2 separate regions of the Sus scrofa genome follow, and region 2 is linked to region 1. The links are chromatin contacts, called in public HiChIP or PLAC-seq maps. All regions are on one chromosome and are shown on one strand. The core of a region is the stretch at or near the end of the contact, and the rest is flanking DNA. Distances in the headings are between cores, read along the strand shown. Region 1 holds the start of RAB8B (ras-related protein Rab-8B). Region 2 holds the start of LACTB (lactamase beta).

Evidence for each region. HiChIP or PLAC-seq counts read pairs in DNA pulled down with a chosen protein or histone mark.
Region 2: an H3K27ac HiChIP or PLAC-seq map of alveolar macrophages shows a contact between it and region 1. The contact joins the promoter of LACTB here to the promoter of RAB8B in region 1. A contact is called at or near these places in 8 of 47 Hi-C or Micro-C datasets (embryonic fibroblasts, heart right ventricle, liver and 3 more) and 2 of 2 datasets of contacts at active chromatin or transcription factors (alveolar macrophages and skeletal muscle).

The regions. Positions count from the first base shown.
Region 1 is chr1:108,837,767-108,843,856 of Sscrofa11.1, forward strand. RAB8B (ras-related protein Rab-8B) reads right to left here and starts at 2,456. Exons shown (of 8, transcript XM_001929029.7): 1 at 2,234-2,456. The coding sequence starts at 2,357.
Region 2 is chr1:108,921,156-108,927,245 of Sscrofa11.1, forward strand. It overlaps LACTB (lactamase beta), which reads right to left and starts at 3,330. Exons shown (of 6, transcript NM_001243362.1): 1 at 2,941-3,330; 2 at 2,443-2,509; 3 at 737-927; 4 at 101-452. The coding sequence starts at 3,303.

The DNA.
Region 1 (6,090 bases), core at 1,206-3,705:
GGGAGCAGCCCAAGAAATAGCAAAAAGACAAAAAAAAACAAAAAACAAACAAAAAAAACCCTGCCTCCTCAGAAAAGAAAAGGTCCCACTCAGGAATGACTGACAAGAAGTTGCAACCCAAACTCCCCTAAGCCCAGACATTAGAACACCAGGGAGGTTTCAGACCACTAAATCCATATGAAAGATACCACAACAAACAAATCACAGCCTCTCCTATTGCTTGGCTGAAGAGTGCTCCAAAGCCCAATATTCTTTTATTTTTTTTAGGGCCACAGGTGCTATATATATAAGTTCCCAAACCAGAGGTAGAATTGGAACTACAGCTGTCAGCCTACACCACAGCCACAGCAATATGGGATCTGAGTCGAGGGATCCTTAACCCACTGAGCAGCCAGGGATCGAACCCACATCCTCATGGATATTAGTTGGGTTCGTTTCTCCTGAGCCGTGACGGGAACTCCAATATTCTTATTTACAAATGATAAATTATCCTTAAAACATACAGATATGCAAATACACTCATTACCATAGCAGTAGCCCCCTAATAATTTCAGCAATTCATGGCAAAATATGCTGTAAGAATCATTTGAAAGATGCTTAACTGAGCTACCATTAGAAGCCACAAACAGGAGTTCCTGCAGTGGTTAACGAATCTGATTAGGAACCATGAGGTTGTGGGTTCAGTCCCTGCCCTTGCTCAGTGGGTTAAGGATCCGGCGTTGCCGTGAGCTGTGGTGTAGGTTGCAGACGCGGCTCGGATCCCGCGTTGCTGTGGCTCTGGCTGTGGCTCTGGCGTAGGCCGGTGGCTACAGCTCCGATTCAACCCCTAGCCTGGGAATCTCCATATGCCGAGGGAGCGGCCCAAGAAATAGCAAAAAAAATAAAAATAAAAAAAATAAAAAAAGAAGCCACAAACATCAACCAGACAACCAAGAGCTACCATTCTTAAGGAGCAGGTCACTTGAATAGGCAGAAAACCAGCTCTGATTTGCTCTTCTTCAGTTTACACTAAGTTAAGAGATCCTGTTACCTGAATACATCTTCGAAAAAGTAGGAAGGACAGCTCCTGGCCAAGACTGGAAAAATCAGAATCAACTGAAAGTAACTGGGGGGTATATGGCATGTTGTGATCCATTTAGCAAGTAATAACTAAAACCAAAGGAAAATGTACAGGGATGCAGATAGAACCTAAGATCAATTCCTCAGCTGAGAAGTTACTAAACCTTCAAGGCTAAGAATTTTGAAAATTGTCAAGTACAGCTTCTCAGGAGATAGTGAAGGAATGAACCAAATGTTCCTGACCACACCATTCCCAAAGTCACCAATTCTCTTAATGCTGATTTAACACTCACAGAATAATTTAAAACTCCATAGACAGTATCCCATTACTCGTCATTTTCTGCTCTTTCTCCTGCACTTTATCCAAAGAGAGAAAATGGTAACCAGTGCTCCCAGTTACTGGAGAAAGTCCTACTCTCCATTTCCTCACCCTTTCCCATCTCTGCTCCACTCAGCCTCTCTACTGTATATTCTGCTTCCCTTTTTCCTTTCTGTTTCACACTCAGCTCTCCTTTACTTTCTCCAACAAGTATCCTCATTCTATTCTGTCCTCTGGTGTCCTAAACTCTTCTCCTACCTGCAGTTTTCTTCTGCCCCTTCCCATGATATCTCTGACCAGATTTCTTGTAACCAGTGCCCCTCATCGCTCACCTCCTGATCACTCATTCCCCTGAATCCTGCTCGGATTCCCAGGTTCTCACCTCTCTTGTCCCTTGTGTCCTCTGTCCCTTTACTTCATGGACCTCCCATTCCCATTCCCCTAACCCTTCATTTCCCCCTTCACATTTCCTTCCTCCTTCCTGTCTTTCAATCCGTTTCACACCCACTACCCTTTATCTCTCTCCAGGAGGTTTCCTGTGTGCCCCCCCCACACACTTTGTCCCTCTAAGACGCCTCCCTGTCACACTCCCAACTCTCTCATTTCCCCAAATACCCCTAGTCCTGTTCCTCTGGTTCCCCTTCCCCTTCCTTTACCCCCAAGTTCCTCCCTTCAACCTCTCCCCCCACACACCAGCTCATGTCCCCGCCTGCCCCTTTCCCACGGACCTCGCCGCCCTGCCGTTCCCAGGGTCCCCTCCCTGGGGCTCCCGAGCCACCCCCCCGCACGCTCTCGGCCCCTCGCACCCGCCCCCCATTTCTCACTCCCCGTCCCCGGCCGCGTCCCCTCCCTCACCGATGGTGGAGATGAAGGTGGTGTTGAAGGCGTCCTCGGAAAAGCGGAATAGGAGGCAGGTCTTGCCCACGCCCGAGTCGCCGATCAGCAGCAGCTTGAACAGATAATCATACGTCTTCGCCATCTTCTCTCTCCGGCCCTCTGACCGGGGAGCGAAAGGAGCGGCAGAGAGAGGCGGGGAGGGTGCCGCGGGCCAGGGGGCGTGCCCGCTGAGCCACCGATCGCCCCGCCCCTCTCCCCGCCCCCTTCCTCGGAGACGGCCTGCGCGCCCCGCCCCTCGTGACCAATCCTCGGGGTTTTCGTCATCACCGCCGGTGCCCCCATGCTGTATGGGATCTGTAGTTCTTTGAGGAGCTACGGGCGTTCCCCCGGCAGGCTGTCCCCGGGCCCCCAGAGGATAAAAAGAAGATCCGTTCTGGGCGGGATGATTGGGGATTAGGCGTTTCCACTTGAGCTAAGATGTGAGGCCAGGTTTCCAACTCCGCAGGTCGCGCCACCGGAACTTAACTTCGTCTATTCTTTGTGTGCCAGCGCCTTTCAATTCCAGGACCTCGGAATCGGAGTCCTTCGGTTCCCTCATCTCTTCTACTGGGACCCAGAACTGAGATGCTTTCTCTCCTTCACGCTGCCGTGGCGCAGCCTGTGGATTATCTGCAGAGCGCCTTATCTGGCTTTTCCTGCAGTTCCTGCCCAGCACCACGTCTAAGCCCTCTCCTGCAGACCCTCAGTTATAGAGCTTGAAAAGAATGGTTGCCGTTCTAACTTGAACCCCACTCCTGTTCTCCTTACGCCTCCAGAGCAGAACCAAGTACAGTGGGTAATTTAGAGGATCTGCTGTGCATACCGCTTACCCCACTCCCCCACCACCCGCAGCAGGATGGACCAAAAAAAAAAAAAAAAAAAAATCGGGGAAATGAAATTTTTAAGGCTTCTGTTACAGGTCTTGCCCTATAAAATTGCAAGCATCGTGCAATAGAGGAACTACGAACATGAGAATCTAGAGGATAAGATTTGGATTTTGTCTTGTTTCAGCAGCTTACCAACACACAGGCTCTCTGCACCTCAGTTTTCTCATCTGAAAAAACAAGCTGTTTCATAGGGTTGTAGGAAAAAAATAAGTGAGGTACTGAATGTGAAAGCACTTTGAAATCCTCAAGGCATTGTAGAAATGTCGGTGATGATGGTTACCTTCTTCAGCCTTCTGTGGTTCTCTCTTAATGGATGACAAATGGAGGACAGCAGCCTTCTGTTATACCCAACTTAATCCTTTATTTACTGTCTTAGACTATTATTCTTTGTTTTGTGAATGTATGGGTCCAGGCCTCTCTCACTCACTAGTGGCAGAAACCCAACCCCTAATGAGGAGGGATTCTGCCTTTTGGCACAGGCTGAGCCTCCCTGCCCCTGCCAGTTCTTGAACACGTCTGTGAATCTGGCCTCAGCCAAGGCCGAAGAAATGTGGACAGCTCAGTACTATACCTTCCTCTTCGTTCTGGAAAAGAGGGGAGGAAAAAAAAAACCCTTCAAAGACCACGGGAATCTTCTTTCTTTTATAAAATATGTAGTGATTAAAATAACTTGTAGTTGCTCTAGCTACACACAATCATTGGCATTCTCTCTCTGTATGAATAAGAACCCACTGACTTGGGAATTCTTTTGTGCTAAAGCGGGTTAAGGATGTGGTGTTGTCACTGCAGCAGCTTGGGTAGCTGCAATGGCGTGGATTTAATCCCTGGCCTGGGAACTTTCATATGCCGTGGGCATGGCCAAAAAAATTTTTTAAAAGAACACACTGATGTGGCAAAGAACTGAAATTCATAAGAGAAGCTAGGGTTAGGAATTTTAAAGTCCCTAAGTTTCCTTAGGGGAATTTTGTTAATTGATGGAAATTTTAAAAAGTTTTTTTTAGTCTTGTTTTCACTTCCCCAGTTTTTTCTATTAGCAAATATATATATCATTGGGACTTTCTAGCTAATAAGTCTATGCACCACTGTTGAACCATTCAAGCATTTTGATATATTGACACTACTTCGAGAAGAATATAATATTTTGCTTTTCTGAATTATGAATCTTCGTATTTAGTATAACAGCATGTTACTTAAAGATCAGATTTTGGTGGTAGTAACTACTACTGAATCAAGGCACTTTGCTCCAGAGACTGGACAATATGCATATTCGTATAGCTGAGGGTACCACAAGTACCTTCAGCTGGTTGCCACTTTCTTTCCTTTCTCCAAGTGGCATGTTACTGTGTTTTGAGAAAACCACATCAATATTTCTTGCCAGTTGCTCAAACTCACCCTTGCAATGCTGCATCATGCAGAACACTAGGCAGACCAGCACTTTCTACTTGATGCTGTAAATGTTTATTGAAGCCTTTGATAAGGTCAGCATGTACATGGCAGCTTGACTTACAGAAATCTAGCTGTCCAAGGAGTTTCCCCTGCTGCGGTTTTTGTCTGGTCAGCACTCTTTCTTCCTGCTTTGGGGAAGCTTCTCCTCCCCCACTGGTGGCTGTGAATTATGGTAAATTATTCCTTTGGCCACAGAGGTGGGCATATGGCCAGGCAAGGTCAAACTGAATCCTTCCTTGTGAATTTTTTAATGATGGTGATGATGCTGAAAGGACGTCTCTCTGATGTGAGGTCTATGTGAGCTTCAGGCTGGTTTGACCAGCGCTCTAGTTCATTTTCCTGTATTATTTTGTTACTGCCCTCCTCTATATGTTTACTTTGTTCCCAATCTGGCTTTCGTCATGGTAGCAAGGAGGACTGCCATGTTGCACAATTCCAAGGGCCATTATTCACTTCTTACAGTAGTTTATTCATCTCTGGGGTCTTTGACCCCCAAGAATCTACAAACATATTCGTGAGGGCCTGTGTGTTCTCTAGGCAAATCTTCAAATTAATTCGAGTATTCTTGAACTGGTTTAACTTGCTGCAAGAAGAGTTCCTGTTGTGGCACAGCAGAAACTTATCCGACTAGTAACCACAAGGTTGCAGCTTCTGGCCTCGCTCTGTGGGTTAAGGATCTGGCATTGCTCTGAGCTGTGGTGTAGATCGCAGATGTGGCTCAGATCCTGCATTGCTGTGGCTGTGGTGTAGGTCGGCAGGTGCAGCTCCAATTCAACCCCTAGCATGGGAACCTCCATATGCCACAGGTGCAGCCCTAAAAAGCAAAAAATAAAAATAAATTGCTAAGTGAGAGACATGTCACCTTTCTTAGTCGCTCATGTGAAATTAAATTTGATCCCTACTTGTCCAGGGCTGGCAAAACTGGTACCAATCATTATTAGGAATTTTCCTCCCCTTAATTGTATCCTATAAGAATCCAAGTGCTTACATGGCCCTGAAACACTAGGGGCAAATCAGCCTCTGGTCATCAGTCTGCTGATGCTTCTGTCCAACCACCCTTGGGTTCTTGTCCTCTGCCATCTGTTGAGCACAGCTGTCCCGGTGGGCTACAAAGATGTCCTTCATGGTGATTATTTTCACTGACTGATGACTCAGCCATCGAATAAGTTCTCTCTGTATTATCTAATAGTTTGTATACTTCTTTGTCTTCTCCCTTAAAACTTGTGATCTTTGAGGACAGGGACACTGCTGATGTTTCACTGTGTCCCTAGCATGCCTACCATGATGTCTTACACATGGTAGGTACTCAAGTTGTTGAATAAATAAACGAACATCTGACTATCACGCCAGTAGCCTAGGTATTTTTAAACCTCTGGGACACCTTCAGTTTTTTATTTGCTATTAGAGCTAGGTATTTTTAGCCTCCCCAATACCTTTCTGGTTGTACTCTATCTTGTATTTCAATGTTATTCATTCTCTAAGCATATTATTTATTGTTGTGTT
Region 2 (6,090 bases), core at 2,080-4,579, 84 kb after region 1:
TCAACCACACTGAGTGCACTCTGGATGGTATCATTTTAGAATTTTAAAAATTAAGACTTCAATAATGATGACTTTGTAAAGAGAAGAAATTAATACTCACCAGGTTTAAAAAACAAAGGGTCATTTTTAAATAATCGTAGGGATTCAATTGAATTTTCAAACTTTTCTTTCAAATACAATTCACCTTGTTCAAAATCATTTTTCTTCTTGCAAGGTTTTGAATTCCGGCTCTTGGCTTCATTATCTTGCTCTATCTTAGTTTTAGCAGCAAAGTCATTCTTTTCATTACTTTTGCCTCCTTTTTCTTTTAAGTCTTTTTCCTGGTCAGATTCTGTCTCTTTCATCATCTTCAAAGCTTTATAAGCTTTCTCTTCTTTCACCTTTTTCATGTCCTTTTCATAATGACGAATTCCACTTAAGTGGGAAATCAATAATCTTGTTGTGACAGAAACCTGATTGTAAAAACATGAAAATTCAATCACTATATTAAACTGTATAATAAAAAGTCAGCGGTCTTGGAATAATGTCTCAGCAGTATCTTCCATTTTAAAATTCTGCTGGAAAAAATGTTACATACACACCTTCAGCCTCAAATTTCAGAAAAACACCCACTTGGTTATTATCCGGATAAAACAACTTTAATCCATTAATAATAATTACAGACAAGCCAAAGAATCTTATGAAACCTTTAAACCACTTAAATGTCATTAGAAAAATGAACTGTGAGCTTCATCACCTTTTCACCTTCATATTCTTTTTCTGGGAATTCAGGAACATAATGTTGTACTGGAATATCAAGATCTAGTTTCCCTGCTTCCCATAATTTTGCAAGAGCAACCATGGTGAGGCTTTTGCTGATACTGGCAATTCTCATAACTGTCTCTGGCTTGCATGGTACACGGTTCTCAACATCAGCATAACCTAAACCTTTGGGGGAAAAAAGTGAAGAGTCATTATTAACAGCTGCTTCATGGTCAAAGGAGTCTTCAAAATTGGAAACAATACCAGCTTAAAACATTCTATGTGTTTATATAAAGGAAAAGGTATTCCACTTTTATAAGTTAATTAAAACTAAACATATAAGGGATGAGAGTTTTAGCAATACTTACAACAGTAAGCCTAACAATTTAACCTTATAACTAAACTGAAATTGTACCCTGTTCACAAGAGTGATTTTCTGATTCAGTTAATAACTTTTCCTAGCTTATCTAAACGATTTGGTTATTCCACATTTTAAATAAATTATTTCACATGCTTTAAGAAAAATATCACTGTTCTTCAAGTTCTATTTATTCTTGGTTTTTTAAGTGAGTTTCCACTAAATTCCTTAAAATAACTACCAATAGAAATAAATGTGAAAAGATGTCCTGCAAATCCAATCTAGCTAACAATCAATTTAACTCAGCTGCAAATCAGAAGAAATACAATGTACTACTAATTTAAAGCACCTTCTAGAAAACGGTTTAAGTCAAGCTTCACCCTCTGTAGGATAAAAGTGTGGAAATCTAAGAAATACATAGAATTGAGATCTGAAAAGAATGAAAAGACATACAATAATTATTTTCAACTGTAAATGTAGATTATGCTGAAAAATATTTTCACAAAAAAAGCCCTCACAGGGCTGATATTTATAGAATTTTTTATTACATTATCTTTCATAAATCAGGTATGTTAATTGGGCTAGGTTTAAACTTAGGGAAAGAATCATATTTCTTCGAATTCAAAAGTTTACAGTTCCTATCAACTGCTAAAAGTACTACTTTCTCTAAGTGATGTCTGAAACAACATTTCCTAAAGGTAGGGTTCCTAAAAACCTGCTATGACCAGATGGATCAATTTGTGTGCAAAGGAAAAGTAAGTTAAATTATAAAATAAGTTTTAAAGTATCATAGAATGATTAGAAATCTCTCTTCCAAAGCTGCTTTTTGTTTGAAAAAAATACCTGACACTTCTGCATGGTTTTTGGGTTTTTTTTTGCTTTTGTTAAGTAGATCGCAAACTCATTAAGGAAAAGGAATTGTGTATATTCCCAGTTATTACTACAGTGCATTTTACAAACTAAGGAACTCAATAAATTGTTGAGTGAATTAGAAAAGAAAAACACAAAATCCTGACAGTTTGTCTACTCGTAAGAGTTATCTACAAATGTGCAGTTAACAGGCTATTATATACACAATTTTGAGAACAATAAAACCAGTCTTATAGGAAAGTGGGAGTAGAAACGAATGATCCTTAAGACCCCAACTTACTCATCAGAGTCAATTTTAAACCTTATTGTTTACAGAAAGTCCGATTCTGTTAGATATGTTTTCTCTATAGTGTGTATGGTTTTATGAAAACTGAACAGAATTTTACGGTATTCACTCCATTGAGTAACACATCAAGATTTCATTCGCCGACTGGCACAAAACAAGGCTATAAATAAAACCCTTCTGAGCCCACCTTCTGACCAAACTTCTTTTCCATCCACAGAGACTCCAACCACTATTCCTGGCGCGCCCACCTCATCCTAAGAGCAGAAAGGAGAGTACAAACACAGACCGAAACAGACACCTTGCACGTCCGCCAGCAACTTCGTCTGGGGCTTTCCCTTGGCCCCGCCCCACTGCCCCGCCTCCCCGGCAGGGCCCCGCCCACCTCGGCTCATGCCTGGCGGGAGCTAACCGTGAGGGGTGTGCTCGCTGGGCACACAGGGGGGAAGGGGTGGTTCCGAGGCGGGCGGTGACCTCCGCCCCAACTTGGGCAACCCCCCAAGTGCGTCTAACCATGGCCAGGAGGTCGGGAAACGGGAAGTCTTTCTCGGAAGCCGGTCGTGGGCATCCAGCCACCCGGGGTGGGGCCCGCTCGCCCCGAGAGGTGACCACCAAGGGGTCTCATTCCCCGGTGATGCCGGGGGTGGGGCGCTGGGTCCCCAGCCGCCTACGCCCCCCGTCGCCGCACCTTGATCCTGTGCAGGAGGTCGCGGCTGCTGTCGATGGCTCTGGCGAAGCGCCTGGCGTGGGGCGGCACCGGGGTGTGCGGAGACCACGGGGCGAGGGGCTGCTCCTGAGGCGGCAGCGGCTCGCTTAGAATCGGCGACTCGGGGTCGGGGGCCGCAGGGGGCGGCGCAGGGGACGCGCCCCTCAGCCCTCCTGCCAGCTTCATACCAAGGGCCAGCCCCAGCCCCAACCCAAGGCCCCCGACCCAGCCGGGGCCGAGCTTCGGCAGCCCGGCGCGCTGGTGGGCAGCGCGCCGCCCGCAGCCCCAGGCGCAGCCTCTGGGGGTCGCGGCCCGAGCCGGCACGGCTGACAAGAGCCGGTACATGGCGTCTCCAGCGGGCTGGCAGCTTCTGAGCTAGCGCAGGCCAGGAGGGCAGCGTAGGCGCGGGGTGGGGAGGGGAGGGGAGGGGAGAGGGAAAGGGGTGGCTACCGCATTCAGACCTTAGCAGTCGAGGGCCGAGGGCCAGAGCGCCGATCGCATGGAGTGCTTCCTCCTTTTCCCTTTCACATTGCCTCCACTCTAGATATTTCCTCATCTTTGTGCCCCGCACTTTCCCCCCGCTGCTTCCTCTTAGATCTAGTGTCTCCTCCTCAGAGAAGCCTTTCTAGTCTCTGTCCTGTTTGGAGTTTTCGCCACACCTAGACCTCCAGTGTGCACAACTGCCGTAATAAGATTTAACACTTTGTTTTACTAATTTACAAACTAATTTGATTCTTTACCAGATTGTGACCTCTGGAGAGCCTTGACTGCTACATTTGGTACATCTGCTCTTGGAACTGCGCTTGGCACACAGCAGCGGCTCAGCAGGGATCCCCTTTCCTCCCAGAACCCTCATCTCTCTTGCTATCACTATTCTTTGTCTCATATAGACTCCTTCCATTTCCCCTAACACCCTTTAAAATTTCTTATGGCTGTCTAGCTCCACACCACATCAAACATTTGTTATATTCAGTCCTTATATTAATTTTTTTTATTTTGCTGTGAAAAAGTTTTAAATAAAATTTACACTTAAAAATTCTAATCCGGGAGTTCCTGGTAGCTCAGCGGGAACGAATCCGACTAGTAACCATGAGGACGCAGGTTCAATTCCTGGCTGGAGTAAGGATCCAGTGTTTCAGTGAGCTGTGGTGCAGGTCGCAGATGTGACTCAGATCTGGCATGGCTGTGGCATAGGCCTGCGGCTGCAGCTCTCATTCGACCCCTAGCCTGGAAACCTATGCTGCAGGTGCGGCCCTAAAAAGACCAAAAAAAAAAAAAAAAAAATTTAATCCAGGAGTTCCCGCTGTGGCACAGTGGGTTAAGAATCCGACTACAACAGTTCAGGTAGCTGGGGAGGTGCAGGTTTCATTGTTCATCTGTGCAGTGGGTTAAAGGCTCCCTCCAGCGTTGGGGCAGCTGTATGATAGGTCCCAGTTGTGCTGGGATTCAATCCCTGGCCTAGGACTTCCATATACTGTTTTTGCCGCCATAAAGAAAAAAAACCCAAACAAACCAAATGTAACTTGTACAATTTAGTTAACTATGATTCCTGACAACTGTAGATGATCGGAGATTTTTTTTTTTTTTTTCCTTTTACTGCTGCACCTGTGGCATATAGACATTCCCAGGCTAGCGGTCCTTTGGGAGCTGCAGATGCAGGCCTAGCCATAGCTGCCCCAACACTGGATCCCAGTGCATGAGCACCCTACACCCCTACACCCTGAAGCTTGCCAAAATGGATCCCTAACCCATGCAGTGAGGCCAGGGATCAAACCCGCCTCCTCATAAACACTATCGCCAGTTCTTAACTGGCTGAACCACAATGGGAACGCCAGAGGTTCTTGTGAAATAATAAGTCCAACCTCAAATTACTACAAAGTGTAAAATGTGTATAATCCTATCAAACAGTTAATGATATGTTAATTTTGAAGATAAACATCCATTCCAATTTTATAATTTTCTTTTTATACTTTGGGATATACATATAATTTTATATATATTACACATAATATTATATACTGTTTATTTTAAATATTTTATTTTAAAAATTATTCAATATTAGTCTAAATATTAAATTATTTAAATAATACATATATATTTCCCAAAGATTTGTGAAACTTATAGGCCTTAGGTATACCCAATACCAGTATACCCAATGTATAAAATGAGCCTATCTTTCCTTACAGGTGGAATTCATAGAATTCACAGACTTGAATTGATAACTGTTGTCAAGAGAAAAAGCTGTAAACATCTTGAGCTGTTGTTAAATTTAAGGGAAATGCAATGATGGTAACCACATCTAGTCAGAAGATACAGGGGCTAAATAATTGTAAGGTGGTGGGCTGCTTATAAAAAGCCTACAACCCTGAAGATATCAGGGTATCCTAGGAGAGTTTAGCCATAAAACCCAATGAGGTCCTTGGAGCACCACCTGCTATTAGAGTTGACATGTGCACTCTGTCAAGATGATATTGGAGGTTCCCATCACCAGGGCTCCCACTACTCCAACCAAGTGGGTCAGTGAGAGAAAAAAATATAGAGGAATGTAAAAGACATAGCCAGTGGTGGTTACAATAAATTCTCATTTTTCTTTTAAAACTATAGATAGATAGTTTACACACTCTTCTTTCTGTACCTCTCCTCAGATCAGAAATGAAACAGAAGCCAAAGTCCTAATGGACTTCCACCAGTGTAGTAGCAAGAAGAGGCCACCCAAAGTATGGCTTCTGTAAAGGTAACAAAGAATGGATGTTCTCCATAAAAGCCAAGTGTTTAGGAGGCAACTTAACCAAGCAGCTGGCAGATGTGTTAGCAGAATCTTTACTGTTACTGTGAGATAGGAGCCCAGAGTTCCAGTATTTTAGTGCTCTGGACTGGGAGCTGCAGACACCAGATAGAAGAAAAGAAAATCATGAGAAAGGAAGAAGAGTGGGATGACAGAAAGAGAGGGGAAAGGGAAAGGAAGGCAAAGGAATTTTCTACTAAAAATAAATCTACAAACCAAATTTCTGAAACATACAAGGAAAATATTCCTAAGAGGCATCAAAATCAACAATCAAGAAGTGAAATCAGCTCAGACAAATGAAAACAGAACAATCTACAGGAAAAGAAAAAAAAGCCATTTCCTGGCTG